3 separate regions of the Mus musculus genome follow, and all the other regions are linked to region 2. Evidence: chromatin contacts called from public ChIA-PET and HiChIP or PLAC-seq data. All regions are on one chromosome and are shown on one strand. Each heading gives the region's core, a stretch centred on a gene start, on an enhancer-like site or on the middle of the called end of the contact. The rest is flanking DNA. Distances are from core to core; before and after follow the strand shown.

The links. ChIA-PET counts read pairs in DNA pulled down with a chosen protein or histone mark. HiChIP or PLAC-seq counts read pairs in DNA pulled down with a chosen protein or histone mark.
Region 1: an H3K4me3 HiChIP or PLAC-seq map of bone marrow-derived macrophages shows a contact between it and region 2, with 3 times the contacts expected there. The contact joins the enhancer-like site here to the promoter of Calm1 in region 2. A contact is called at or near these places in 15 of 39 promoter capture datasets (the 3T3-L1 cell line, 3T3-L1-derived adipocytes, the HPC-7 cell line and 9 more), 1 of 15 datasets of contacts at CTCF or cohesin (the NIH/3T3 cell line), 16 of 484 Hi-C or Micro-C datasets (the AtT-20 cell line, B cells, the C2C12 cell line and 12 more), 35 of 115 datasets of contacts at active chromatin or transcription factors (the HPC-7 cell line, the SCID.adh cell line, T-cell acute lymphoblastic leukemia and 26 more) and 3 of 9 other capture datasets (adipose tissue, liver and macrophages).
Region 3: an RNA polymerase II ChIA-PET map of memory CD8 T cells shows a contact between it and region 2, with 69 read pairs. The contact joins the enhancer-like site here to the promoter of Calm1 in region 2. A contact is called at or near these places in 1 of 39 promoter capture datasets (second pharyngeal arch cranial neural crest) and 5 of 115 datasets of contacts at active chromatin or transcription factors (bone marrow-derived macrophages, effector CD8 T cells, embryonic stem cells and 2 more).

What each region holds. Positions count from the first base shown.
Region 1 is chr12:100,503,075-100,507,435 of GRCm38.p6, forward strand. The region is part of intron 1 of Ttc7b (tetratricopeptide repeat domain 7B); the gene reads right to left. Among named protein-coding and RNA genes, the nearest start is that of Gm36375, 10 kb to the left of the region's middle. Within about 2 kb of position 2,582, at least 57 of the 459 cell types and tissues checked have an H3K27ac peak or open chromatin away from gene starts, as enhancers often do. A contact at or near this core is called in B cells, ECoMG-derived neutrophils, the G1E-ER4 cell line and 6 more, where this site is marked.
Region 2 is chr12:100,197,241-100,201,339 of GRCm38.p6, forward strand. It overlaps Calm1 (calmodulin 1), which reads left to right and starts at 2,195. Exons shown (of 6, transcript NM_009790.5): 1 at 2,195-2,476. The coding sequence starts at 2,474.
Region 3 is chr12:100,634,447-100,638,442 of GRCm38.p6, forward strand. The region is part of intron 3 of Rps6ka5 (ribosomal protein S6 kinase, polypeptide 5); the gene reads right to left. Among named protein-coding and RNA genes, the nearest start is that of Rps6ka5, 89 kb to the right of the region's middle. Within about 2 kb of position 2,490, at least 35 of the 459 cell types and tissues checked have an H3K27ac peak or open chromatin away from gene starts, as enhancers often do. A contact at or near this core is called in effector CD8 T cells, embryonic stem cells and memory CD8 T cells, where this site is marked.

The DNA of each region.
Region 1 (4,361 bases), core at 1,332-3,831, 310 kb after region 2:
CAGAGCTTATGGTCTGACTTTAGTTTAGCATGCTACCAAAATCACTTCTCAATGTCTTTTACTCTCTAGGTTCCCTTTTTAATCTGCCAAAAAAATTATGTTTTCTTTGTCCTGGGGGGGGGGGGGGCAGTTTCCTGTCACTCATTCTTCCAGCCAAAACAGAGAATTAGACATCAAGAGCTCTTGCCAAAATACCTTTCAGAAACAGACTCAGCCCTAATACTCAAGGGGTCCTGGGTGGCTGGACTCTACCTGTACTTGCCAGAATCCCATGGATCCCCAGTTCACAGTCTACCAGCAGGAAAAGATGCAGTCATCATTACACCAGCTCTTAGTGCCGGAAGTATCTGGCTACATGCTGGGACAATGAGGCAAAAAGGAAGAAGGAACCCCAAGCCATGGGAATATTAATTTCAGATGGATTAAAGAATTAAGTAGAAAGAAGAAAGGATCAAACAGACTTTCACTCCCCCAAGTGTGGACCTATGGAGACTAACTTTCTCCCCCTGGCTTAGTCACAAAAACAACGTACAGAACAGAAACAAGCTCAGAGACCCTTAGAGAAAGCTAACAGACACAGAGCTGCCTTCAATTTCCACTTGTGACTTGGGAATGGCGGCCTGCCCTTTGAGCTCTGCCCACAAAAGCCTTAGATCTGAGCATCTTCCTGTCCCAGAAAGTACTCCCCAGGCACTGTGGAAAGCACAGGCAGGGTCTCCAGCTACACAGGGAGCAGCCACCCTGCAGATTGGCCAGACCTTCGGCCTCCAGGACAGAGAAGCCCAAGCAGCACCAGGTGGAAAGAGTCTCAGGCTTAGGCAGCCTGGGGCCAGAGTCCAGGCTTACTGGCTGTATGGGACAGAAGACTCACCTAACCTCTCTGAGCAGTGGTTTCCTCAGCTGGCAATCGTAAGAATCACACAAGAGATGCAATATAGCACGTAGCAGGTGCTAAGCAACACTAGCTACTAGGACTGATCTTTTCTTTCATGAAGGACCTACTACATCCCAGAATAGTAACACTGGAGACGGAAAGCTCTCTAAATCCACTCCTTGTGCACCCGGGGTCTGCAGCATTATCAGAGTAAAGAAATAGTGGATACCGCTGACTATCAGCCCAGCCATACCAGGCTCTTACTAAGCACGAGGCCATGTACCAAGCAATTCCTGAAAGCAACATTAAGCTGTTGAGACTATCACCATTGCCATCTCACACAGAGAACAGGCAGCAGAGAGAAAGTACATCCTGGAGCTGGGCTCTGAACCCAGACAGTTCCTGACACCCTCTCTCCCACATGCCAGGCACAAACCATCCAGGCTTTGGCATCTAGACATGGTCAGCCTTCACTCCAGCCCCTCAGGCTCTAGGCTGCAGATTCCACCTGGACAGGTGGTTTTGGAATCCTCTTCCTGCCCCATCGGCTTGGACTCTGGGAAAATCCGAGTGAGTAGGGGGTGTGAGGGGCCTGAGTCAGACTGGTTTGAAAGTGTATTCCAGTAACTGAAACAGAGCTAAAGCCGGAGGTGAACCATCAGCCAAACGCTGCCAGAAAAGAGGGCAGATGTTAGCCTCAGTGGATGGACCCAGGGCCCTGGTTCAGCTCTAAACAGAAAATCTACAAGTCCTATGGCCACCACAGTTCAGTGCCTGGAGCACTTGGCTCTTTGGTACCCCAAGGAAGAGAGGGAGGGCTGTAGCCTTTGTCTGCCTCAGAGCAGCTCCCTGGTAGGCTAAGCAGCTGGTATGCAGAGATCTGATACTGAAAAAAAAGTCAGGTTTCTTCTCTGTTTTGTGGAGTTCTTGACACCAACACAGAAATCTCAACCACCCAGTTCATATGTCACTTAGCTCTATTCAAACCATTCCTGGTGTGGCTGTGACCCAAGAGGGGAAAGACAAGCCTCTATTCAAGAAGAGCTGGTTCTGCAGCATCATCCCCTTTGTCACACAGCTGAGACAGCTGGGTTCTCTGCTTCTCCTGTGTCATGTTGGTGACACCCCCCCCCCATCTGGCCTTTTGTGACAGGTAATGGTATTTTCAGCACCTGTGATTCCCCCAACTCCTAAGTGTTCTGATAAGACACAAACAAGTAGTATTGACAGGAATATAAATCGGCAGGAGTGCCTCCAGGGGCAATTTAGCAATTTCTATATAGTAGTTTATAGACCTGTATCATCTGACTCAGGAATTCCAGGTCTAGGAACTTTTCCCATGGATCTTTGCATCTTTGAGTACAAATGCATAGTAGAGACAGTTTCCTATACACAGCTCTGCCTGAAATGGTAAAGAACAGAAAACAATACATATAGGGACTTGTTTGATGAATGTTGATGTGTCCAATGAAACATAACGCATCCATTAGACAAATTAAACAGCCAGAATTATTTAAGCACATCTGTGTCACCTAAATATATGAATGCGCCCTGTCTTCAACAAACTCTCCAAGCTGAGCAACAGGATAATGTAAGCTATGATAGACACAGAAGCTTAGAAAGGGGAGGACTCACTTCCTCTTCCATCTGACTAGCTGTGGTTATCAGTGGACTTCCTCTTCCATCTGACTATCTGTGGGTATCAGTGGACTTGCTCAGGCCTAAGTTGATCATTCAAGAGCAGCAGGCACCAGGCCCAGCCCTGTGGTCACAGTCTGCTGTAAGGCATTGCATTTTGAGCCAGTTTGTTACATAGTAACAGCCAATAATCTCAAAGACAGAGGGTTAAAAAAAAAAAAAGCAAGAGAGAAAAGAGGGTGTATAGAATGGTATTATTGTGTGGAAACAGCAAGAGGCAGAGAGGGAGGCAGTGAAGGGAGGAAGAGGAAGATGAGGAGGAAGAAGAAGGAGGAAGGAAGAAGAGGAAGAGAAGGGAGAAGGAGAAGGAAGAAGAGGAAGAGGAGAAGAAGGAGAAGGAAGAGGAAGAAAAAAGGAGGAGGAGGAATGGGGCCTGAGAGACAAGTCTACCATCTTGAGTTCAATTCCAGGGATCCATGGAAAGGTGGAAGAAGAAAGCCAGCCCCACAGAGTTGTCCCTTACCTCACATGGATACTATGGCTCATGCATGCCCCTCCTCCCAATAAATAACATTGAAATTATACATATGGACAGGCTACTTTAGACTCCCCATATAATGTCCCAAGAGTGGCTGTACTGGTAAAGGGCTGCGAGAAGGCAGACAGTATGGGGTGAGCATTCATTCATCTTGTACTCTACAGAAGATCCCTCATTTACAATGAACTTAATAAGTTTCCAACTTTATTTTTAAAGATTTATTTATTTATTATATGTAAGTACACTGTAGCTGTCTTCAGACACTCCAGAAGAGGGTATCAGATTTCGTTACGGATGGTTGTGAGCCACCGTGTGGTTGCTGGGATTTGAACTCGGGACCTTCGGAAGAGCAGTCGGCGCTCTTAACCACTGAGCCATCTCGCCAGCCCAGTTTCCAACTTTATAATGGTGTAAAATAAAAACCAATACTCTAGATTGTGAATATCTTTTCCAAGTTTACTACTAATGTAGAAAGGACTCCCTCAAAATGTTTGGGTGGCTTTCCATCATCCTTGCAAGCACATCACCCATGTGTGCACCCAGGTATTTGTGTTGGGTGATTTTTCTCTAACTGTGAGGTAATCTAAGTGCTATCAGGCTAAGAAAGCTATGACTCTTGGCCCACTGAGTCTACTAAATGCATTTTCAACTAACACTACTTTCAACTTATGCAGGGTGTGATGGCTAAATTTACTGTCAATTTCACTAGATTTAAAACCACCTAGGAGACACACCTCTGGAGATATGTATGAGGACATTTAACAGAGGTGTGAGACTACTCTACCAAATTTACCAGAGGAAGAAAGGCCTTCCCTGAACATGGGCAGCACTACCTTATAGTCTGTATCCTAAACCAAATACTACAAAAGGCAAGAGGAAACGGTCTGCAGAAAACCAGCATTTGCTTCTCTCTCTCCAACCTGATTCTCTGAGACATGAACAAGTGTCCACAGCCAGGCAGAGACTCTCCAAGGAAAGGGTTCTTGAGATAGTGACAACAGAGTCAGGAAGTCAAAGATCTGTGAGAAGGGCATTCCAGAGAGGGGAGGTGTCAGGTGGCATGGTCTAGGACCCGAGAGAAAGCTGTGCCCTTGGACAAGCTCAGTGCAAAAGTCTTGGAGGTGTGTGAGCAGTGGATGACATGCCCTGACTTGAGTTTCTGAGAGCTCCTCCGTCTGCTGTGTGGCAAGTGGACTCAGTGAGAGGACCGAACAGGACTAGATTTTCCCAGTGAGGAGACAGCAACTCAGACAAGAGTGAGGGAAGAAAGTGGGAATATAACCCAGAGGCAAAACAAACCAGGCCTGCTCC
Region 2 (4,099 bases), core at 945-3,444:
AAGACATTAATTCACTGGGACACGAACATTCAGTGGACCTATGTTGTCAGACAGAAAACCTGACGTATGAAGTAGTCAAGTCTCTAACATTGTATCTTTAAATTTTCAGATACTGATTTCACTAATATACAATCTAATATTAGAGCCCTGAGCAAAGGCTCACGCTCTAGTTTATGCCCAATCACCGCCTCACAGGAAGATCCTGGGCAAGTCACTTGACCTTCTTATATTTCAGTGTGTGAAACTAGCCATAAAACTGTGCAAAGCATGACCTCATTACAAACCCACTACACTTGAAAGCTAAGACGCGCTTTGATATGTTAAAGAATTCCAAAAGAGCACTCATTTGTAAAATATAAACAAACAGAAAATTGTTCTATGATGATTAAGATAATCCTAAGGTGAATAGCACTTAGCAAGTAAAGTCATGAAAAGGTTTCAGAGCACTTTATTCAGTGAATTTGTTAAATGACACAGGAAAGTATTGGACAGGTTTTGCAAAACCATAGATTGTAGCTATGTAACCAAAATAACTATAAGGGATGGAAGACTACCAGAAACAAAAGGACCCCAGTAATTAAACATATTTTCATTTTTAGGACATCATTTCTCCCTTGTCACTGCATACCAAATGTTAAAATGCACTTAGCTAACTTCCTTAGGAAGTCTGACAAAAAAAAAAAATCCAAATTCCTTTAGTAATCATTAGTTATAATAATGAGCTTGGCTATGTAGACCTGTAATTCATTGGATTATTGACTATGCTTTAAACTGAATTTTTATTAGTCTCTTTTCTGTGAACATAGGGATATTATGTGTCTGACTGTGAATGGTTTTTAAACCATTTGCAAGAGGGCCAGCAGTACCCTTGGGGGGGGGGGGCTGCCTGCTACAGCTTCTCCTTAAACAGCAGGTTAACCCTTTCTGTAGCATTCTAGGAAGAACAAATTGAAGCGCAGTCCCACAGCTGCTGACATACTGTCTGAGGTGATCCTAAGAAGTCCTCTGGCGTTTGCAATGTTCAGGGACATTTTTGAATCTTTTAAAACACCTATCTGCAAACTTTGACAAAGCCAGAAAAGAAAGGTAACTAGTCTTTCCAGAGAGGAGCATGCTAATCACACATTTTGCCACAATTTCTGAAAGAAGAAACAACCTGCAGCTTGTCCTGGCCTTGCAAACAAAAGATCAAATTCTGCGCTTTGTCTTGGCAAGAAACGAAACTGCAGCATTTTGTTAAGATTTTCTTCTTCTTCTTTTAAGTTCCAGGCTCCAAACTAAGACCTGAAACAGTTTTTGGTCGTCCCTGTCCCCACCCCCACCCTAGTTTACAGAAGAACAAAGAATAGTAAATTTAAAGGTTAAAACATTATTTAAGGACTATAATTAAGATTGTAATTAAGATAGTGGAGCACCCTACTAGAATCAATTGGCTGCACAAGTTCCAGCTGTAATCAGAGTGATCCTGTGTATCTTTCCCCTTCTTTGTATATATCAATTTATGAATTTCCAGGACCAGGACAATTAGGAAAAACTCAAAAGCGTGGGCTCTGAGGGCGACATAAGCCGCTCACTACGTTAATTTTGGAAGCAGGCCTAATAGAATTTGCCACAGGAAATAAGGAACAAACCTAGCAAGGGACAACTCTTCAAGCATCTTTAAAATTTTAGTAGGTATGTAAAAACACGAAAACTAGACTGGTTGAGCGTGTCAACACCACACAGACCTAGCAACTGAGCTTCTAACTGTGCCTCGGACAGTTCTCCAAAATGAGAAAAGTAACATTATCTGACCAATTTCTTCCCCAAGGCCAACCACCGTGTCCTCAACACAGTCCTCTCGCCTCTACAGCTAAGGTTGGATTCCGCCTCCCCGCGGCTGTCCTCAGCCCCTAGATCTCCTCCAGGTCCTCCCCTGTGGGGGACCCAGGATTGGTGGCTCTGCAACCTCGAAGCCACCAGGAGTGGTGGGAGGGGGGACACACAGGTGAAGTGGGGCTGAGTGACGGACACGCGCCTGGAAGCCCGGGACGGCCCCCCAGATTTCGCTACGCAGGCATTCCAGCTCTAGAGGACTCTTGCAGCAACAGACCAGCACCCTCGCTCAGGTCTCCGACTCCCCAGTGACCCCTGCCCGCGTAATGGGCCCGCCGCGCCGGGCGCGCCTGGGGGGCGGAGCCTTGCGGTGAGGTCCGGCTGCCGCAGCGCCGCCCTGCGCGAGGCGGTACTGCCGCGGCGGAGGGATACCGCGCACCGTATATATATCGCGGCACACAGGCTCGCGCTACGGCAGTGGTGCTGGGAGTCTCGTGTCCGTGGTGCCGTTACTCGAAGTCGGGCGGCGGCTGAGGCTCAGCGCACAACGCAGGTAGCGCGTTAGCAGCAGCAGAAGCGGAGGCACCTCGGCGGTCACAGCCCCTGCGCTGGTGCAGCCACCCTCGCCTGCTCCGTTCTTCCTTCCTTCGCTCGCACCATGGTAGGTTGGGATCGGCAGTGGCAGACGTAGCAGCTGCCCGAGCTTTCTGAACAGATTTGTAGTTGAGTCTTGGGGTCTCCCCCTTTTCCTGGTTGAGGTTACCCCCTACCCCATTTTGCCAGGTGTTACGCAGCAGCTGCAGTGAAAGGGGATGTATTTTCGGGTTTGCATCTCCGCTCTGGCTGCCAGAGAACCTCCTCTGAGTTTTGGGCGCCTCTGGGGCTGGACTCTACAGTGGGCTGTGCGCGGGCTGGAGCCGCTGCCACAGCTGCACCGGGGCCTTCCGCATCCACCCCCTCCGCCAGCCCCGCACCCACTGCATCCAACGCGCCGCACCCGGGCTGCCTGCAGCGCAGCGCCTCGGCCGGGGCCAGCGGGGCGGGGGAGCCGGGCGGGGCAGGCCGCGACGTCCCGGTAGTCAGTCCCCGACCGCGGAGAATGAATGGGTCGCGGCGAGCCGGGAGACGTACAGGGCTTGGACCGCGGCCTCGGGGTGTCCTCAGCCACCTTCAGACCCCCTGACCAGCCCAGTCGGGAGTCCCCCCTCGCTTGCGGTCCCCTCCTTCCTCCCGGGGGGCGCGGCGCGGGCGTGAGCTGGGAAGGAAGGAGCCGGGGAAGGGTGGGGTTGGGGGCAGGAAGGCGAAGGCTGGGGGGCGGAGAGGGCGGAAGCGGCCGCCCTGCGCCCGGGCGGGGCCCCGCAGGGTGGCCGCGCGCGTGGCTGGGCCGTGCGACCTCGGTCCCCCTCCCGGTGCCGCGCGAGACGGGCGCGATCGCTCGTGTCCGCGGGGAGGCCCCTTCCCGCGGGAGGTGCTCGGCTCGCGCTAATTGGGGCGGCAGGGCGGGGGAGGAGAGAGTTGGCGCGCTCCTCGGTTTCCATTAGAGACGCAAAGTTTCTGCTGGGGAGGAGGCGGCGGCAGGCTCAGTGCCTGGGGGAGCAGGAGCGGTGGGAGGTGCTGGAGATAGGCAGCACCACGGTCCTGGGGCCCCTTTGGGTCTTCACCCTAGTGCGGCCCCTCGCCCGGCATGCCCCTTGTCTCTCGCTGCTCCCTGGGCGGCAGGGAGATGCCCATCTGTACGTTTCCGCTTTCTCTGCCGCCTCTGGATTGCCAGATGCGAATATGTGGTTGGCCGTGTGCGTGTGCCGTAGCCCCCTTCTCCCTCGCCAGGCAGAGCTGACATCACCAGCAGCACCTTCAGCCCTGGCAAGGTGGCTAGGTCGTTCTCGGCAGGTTCTGGAACGCCTTTGACCCAAAGCCAGAATGACTTGGGGTTGAGGTGGGGGAGTCGTTGTCCCGAAGGTAGATGCACTTGACAGGCCTCTAGTCAGAGAATTTTCCCGAGGAGGTGGAACTCCTCTCCTTGGTGAGCTGGTTTCTCCTACGAGGTGTGACAGTGCTTCCTGTCGTGCAAGACTGACATGGCGAGCATTACATAAATCGTGTCTCCATTTGCCTTAAAAGTAGCTTCCAGTAATGGATAGAAGGGAAGACCCACTTAGAATTTAAAAAGTAGAAGTTCGTTCTCTCCCAAATCGATAATTAACTGAGTTGCCACGGAAAAGAAATGAGCTCCAGTGCCATCGGATTTCTCTTGGGGTTTATTTTGTAACTGGCTTTATTAAAG
Region 3 (3,996 bases), core at 1,240-3,739, 440 kb after region 2:
CAGCAATTTGTGTCTTAGACTAGTGAAAACAGAGCTGTGTGTTCCTGGAGAAAGAAACAAATAGGACTTGGCTTTGCCTACAAGAATGCTTGCAGACTTGCAAACCTCTTAAACTTGTCCTGAGATGTTATCATTTTAATTTGTCTACCTGTTCAAACAGATAGATGAGAAATGGGTAATAGAGAAGATCTACAGTCAAAGCTTTTACCAGGGATTAGAATCTCAGATAGTTTACAACCAAGAAACATCGAATGTCCAGTTCTGAGAAATGCTGTATAATCTATTATACTGATATAATAGATACTGCAATATATACATCTTTCTGATACACTATTAATGGCTTTGGAGAAGTCCAAACAGCAGGAAGCTACAAACATGGGAAGCATGGTTTTAGAAAACTTGCATCCTGTTTTCAGGTGCACAGTATGGGGCCTGCGGGTACTCTCAAACTGTTTCTGCCTTTAGTCTAAGAAACTAAGAAAATAATCCTTTACTCCACACAGTGCTCCTAAATGAGGAAAGATTGAAGCTTCTCCTAGGATACAGGGTCTCAACTATGGCCTTATAAAAACAGAATGAAACAAGCAAACAAAACCAAAACAAAACAAGCTTAATGGTACAACATCAAACTGTAACAGTAAAAAGAACCCCCATAAAAATCCAACACTCCTCCATTTGCTCACTTGCTGTAGAATTCTCTGCTTTTAACATCATATCTCCCCTGAACCAGTTGAGAATACTGTTCTTTATTCCTAAAACTTTCCAGAGACATTCTCTCACATAACCACATCATAAAAATACCATTGCTTTATCTAGACTTCCTGCTCAAATTTTGTCATTTGCCCAGGATTCTTTGTAGTGACTTTATTCCACTCTAAAATCCAGCTCAAGATCACACAGCTCATTGGAAATTACATAAGACATGTGTGGATGCTTCCATCATTCTTTTCTTACTCCTGACATCTTTGAAGAGGATACATCCTGAGTGTACACAAATCTTCAATGTAGATTTTATATGATGTTGTCATGGTCATATGAAAGTAATAAACTCCTCAAACAAATGCCAATGGATGACGCCATCTTCTTAGGTCACATGGGAAATACAGATGAGTTTTCCTAACACTAGAGTTAATTTTGATCATGCCATTAATTTAGTCATTGAAGTGTTGATTGTCAGTTTTCTCCACTGTAAAGTTACTATGTTTTTCCTTGTACTCAACTGGCAAACCATGAAGAAATGAACTGAGATTATGCAAAACTATCCTGCTTCTCACTAAACTACCACCCACTCATTTTAGTGTGGAGTGATGATTTTATAACTCTCTTTCCCTCTCTATGTCAGTATTATTCCACAAGGGAAAGCTTTGCTTCTGCCCCCATTACACTTTCTTCTTTATACCACAACAAGATGTTCTAGTTCCATCTTGTACTTTTCTCAACTTTATTTTGATAGTTAATCTGATGGATCACTATCTGCCAGCGATGGCACTAAGCACTTTACAGACATCAAATCATTTAAGTCAAACAGCTCCAGAAAAAGTGGGCTAGCCGAGGGCTGGGGAGATCAAGAATTGCACCTGACACTTTCAGTTAGGAAATGCCGAAATTGTTTTCAAACAGAAAAAAATTTAAACAAAAAATGCATGTTTACAGAGGAGTGGGTAAATAATTTAGCTCGGTTACAGTGCGGGTAGGACAGCAGAATAACAGGAGATTGGTAGGAGAGGAGACAGGATGTCAGAGTAGTCTGAAAACCTGACTATAGAGTTAAGAGTATGTCATGGTTACTCCTGATTGGCAATAAGATTGAATTGAGATTGCACTAAAGCCCCCCCCCCAACCCCGTATGTCTATGCAGTCTAATTATTAACAGTTTAACAATCAATTGATAAACTCAAAAATCCAAATAAACTGTAGAAAGATGGTGCAGGGTGGGGCCTGATTAGAGGAAATGTGTTGCTGTGGTCAGGTCTTTGACAGGTATATCTTGGCTGTGGCCCCTTCCTGTTACTGTTATGTTTCCTGGATGGTGTAAGTGAAGAGTATTTTTCTAGCATGCCCTTCCACCATGGCGTTAAGCCTTGCTACAAGCCAAGACACAGCGGAGTTGGCAAACTATAGGGTAAAATTATGAGTCAAAAAAAAAAAAAACTTTCCCTTTTGAATTCAGTCATTTGTCACAGAGACAAAAAAAAAAAAAACCCACAATTCTATTTAACATGCATTGTTCTGTTTCAAGTATATGAAAGTGAGTGAGCTTCTTTAAGCAATGGAGTGGCCTAAGTGTGATGACAGGGTAAGAAGGCTGGTAAACTGGGAAAGATAAAGAAAAGTAACAAAAATAGACATTGCAGTTGTTTTCCACAATCTGTTACTAAAATAAATGTGCTTGTCCTGATGCACCAAAATAACCCAGGAGTTGGACACACAGATGCCACATTATCTCGTTAGAGGTCAGCCATCTCACTCAAGTCACTTCATCTGCATCACAAAGGCGATAAGAGGGGTCCTATTCAATCCTAATCCAATCCCTAAGGGCTGCCTGCAAAGGCCTATGAGTTGCTATACTGAAAAATACCCAAAGTGGTGCCTGGTGGCAAGTAAATACTAAAGCAATCAAAAAGCGACTGTAAAAACAGTTGCCACATTCCTATCACACCCCCACTCTTTTGTGATTCTGGAGGAAGAAATCTAAAATTCTCTGGCTTACAGACAACCTGCATTCCCATTCTTATAATATGTAGAGTAAGAAATGTTCTCAAAATATACTTTATTTATCTAGCTGGGCAGGTATTTGGTAGCTCAGATACCTAAAACTACATTGCTGAGTCACAAGATATTTGCATATTAATTTAGTAAATACTGCCCATTTTTATTAAGTTGCTGTGGTTGGTAAGATGGCCCAGTGGCTAAGAGTAGAGAGTGTCCTTTTTTTTTTTTTTCTTTTTTTCTTTTTTTCGAGACAGGGTTTCTCTATAGCCCTGGCTGTCCTGGAACTCACTTTATAGACCAGGCTGGCCTCGAACTCAGAAATCCGCCTGCCTCTGCCTCCTGAGTGCTAGGATTAAAGGCGTGCGCCACCACGCCCAGCTTAAAGATGTTATAGTTTTGTTTTGTTTCTTAAAGATATACAGACACACTGTAGCTATCTTCAGACACACCAGAAGAGGGCATCAGATCCCATTACAGATGGTTGTGAGCCACCGTCTGTTGCTGGGGAATCGAACTCAGGACCTCTGGAAGAGCAGTCAGTGCTCTTAACCCCTGAGCCATCTCTCTAGCCCCTGAGAGCATCCTTACAAAGGACCCAAGTTCAGTTTCCAGCTCCCACATCGGGCATCAGAGGTCCACTCCAGCTCCAGAGGTTGTCAATCCCTCTCTGAACATTTTGGACACTAAAAGTCATTTATATTCAACAGTGTGTCCAAAAAACAAAATAAAACAAACCGAAACCCCTATAACTCTTAGGTGTCTTAATTTCTTTTCCTATTGCTGTGATAAAATACTTTGATAAATGCGACCTTAAGGAGAAAGGGTTTATTCTGGTTCACAGTTCAAAAGTGCTCGCTACCGTCTGTAGTGGGGAAGTCAAGGTGACAGCGCCTGGTCACACCCCATCCAATCACGAAGCAGAGGACAAATGCACACGGCTGCTCAGCTCACTTTCTACGTTTATATAGCAGTCTAGGATCCCATGCATGGAATGGTGCCACCCACAGTGAGTGTGTGTGTCTTCACATATCAGCCTAAGCAATACAACTCCCCACAGGCATATCTGGAGGCTCATCTCTCAAGTAGATCCTGTTAAATAGGCAACTTGCACTAACCATCACAATCAACGTCCTTATTCACTGTCGATCTATGACGCAGTCCCAAGTTACAGGTAATTTTAAGTAAATCTGCGTTTGTAGGAATTGGATCTGATAAATTTTCAGTGAAGTCGGGTAAGCTGTTGCAAATGGACAGAAAGACAGCGATGGAGCTTTAGGTGTAAGA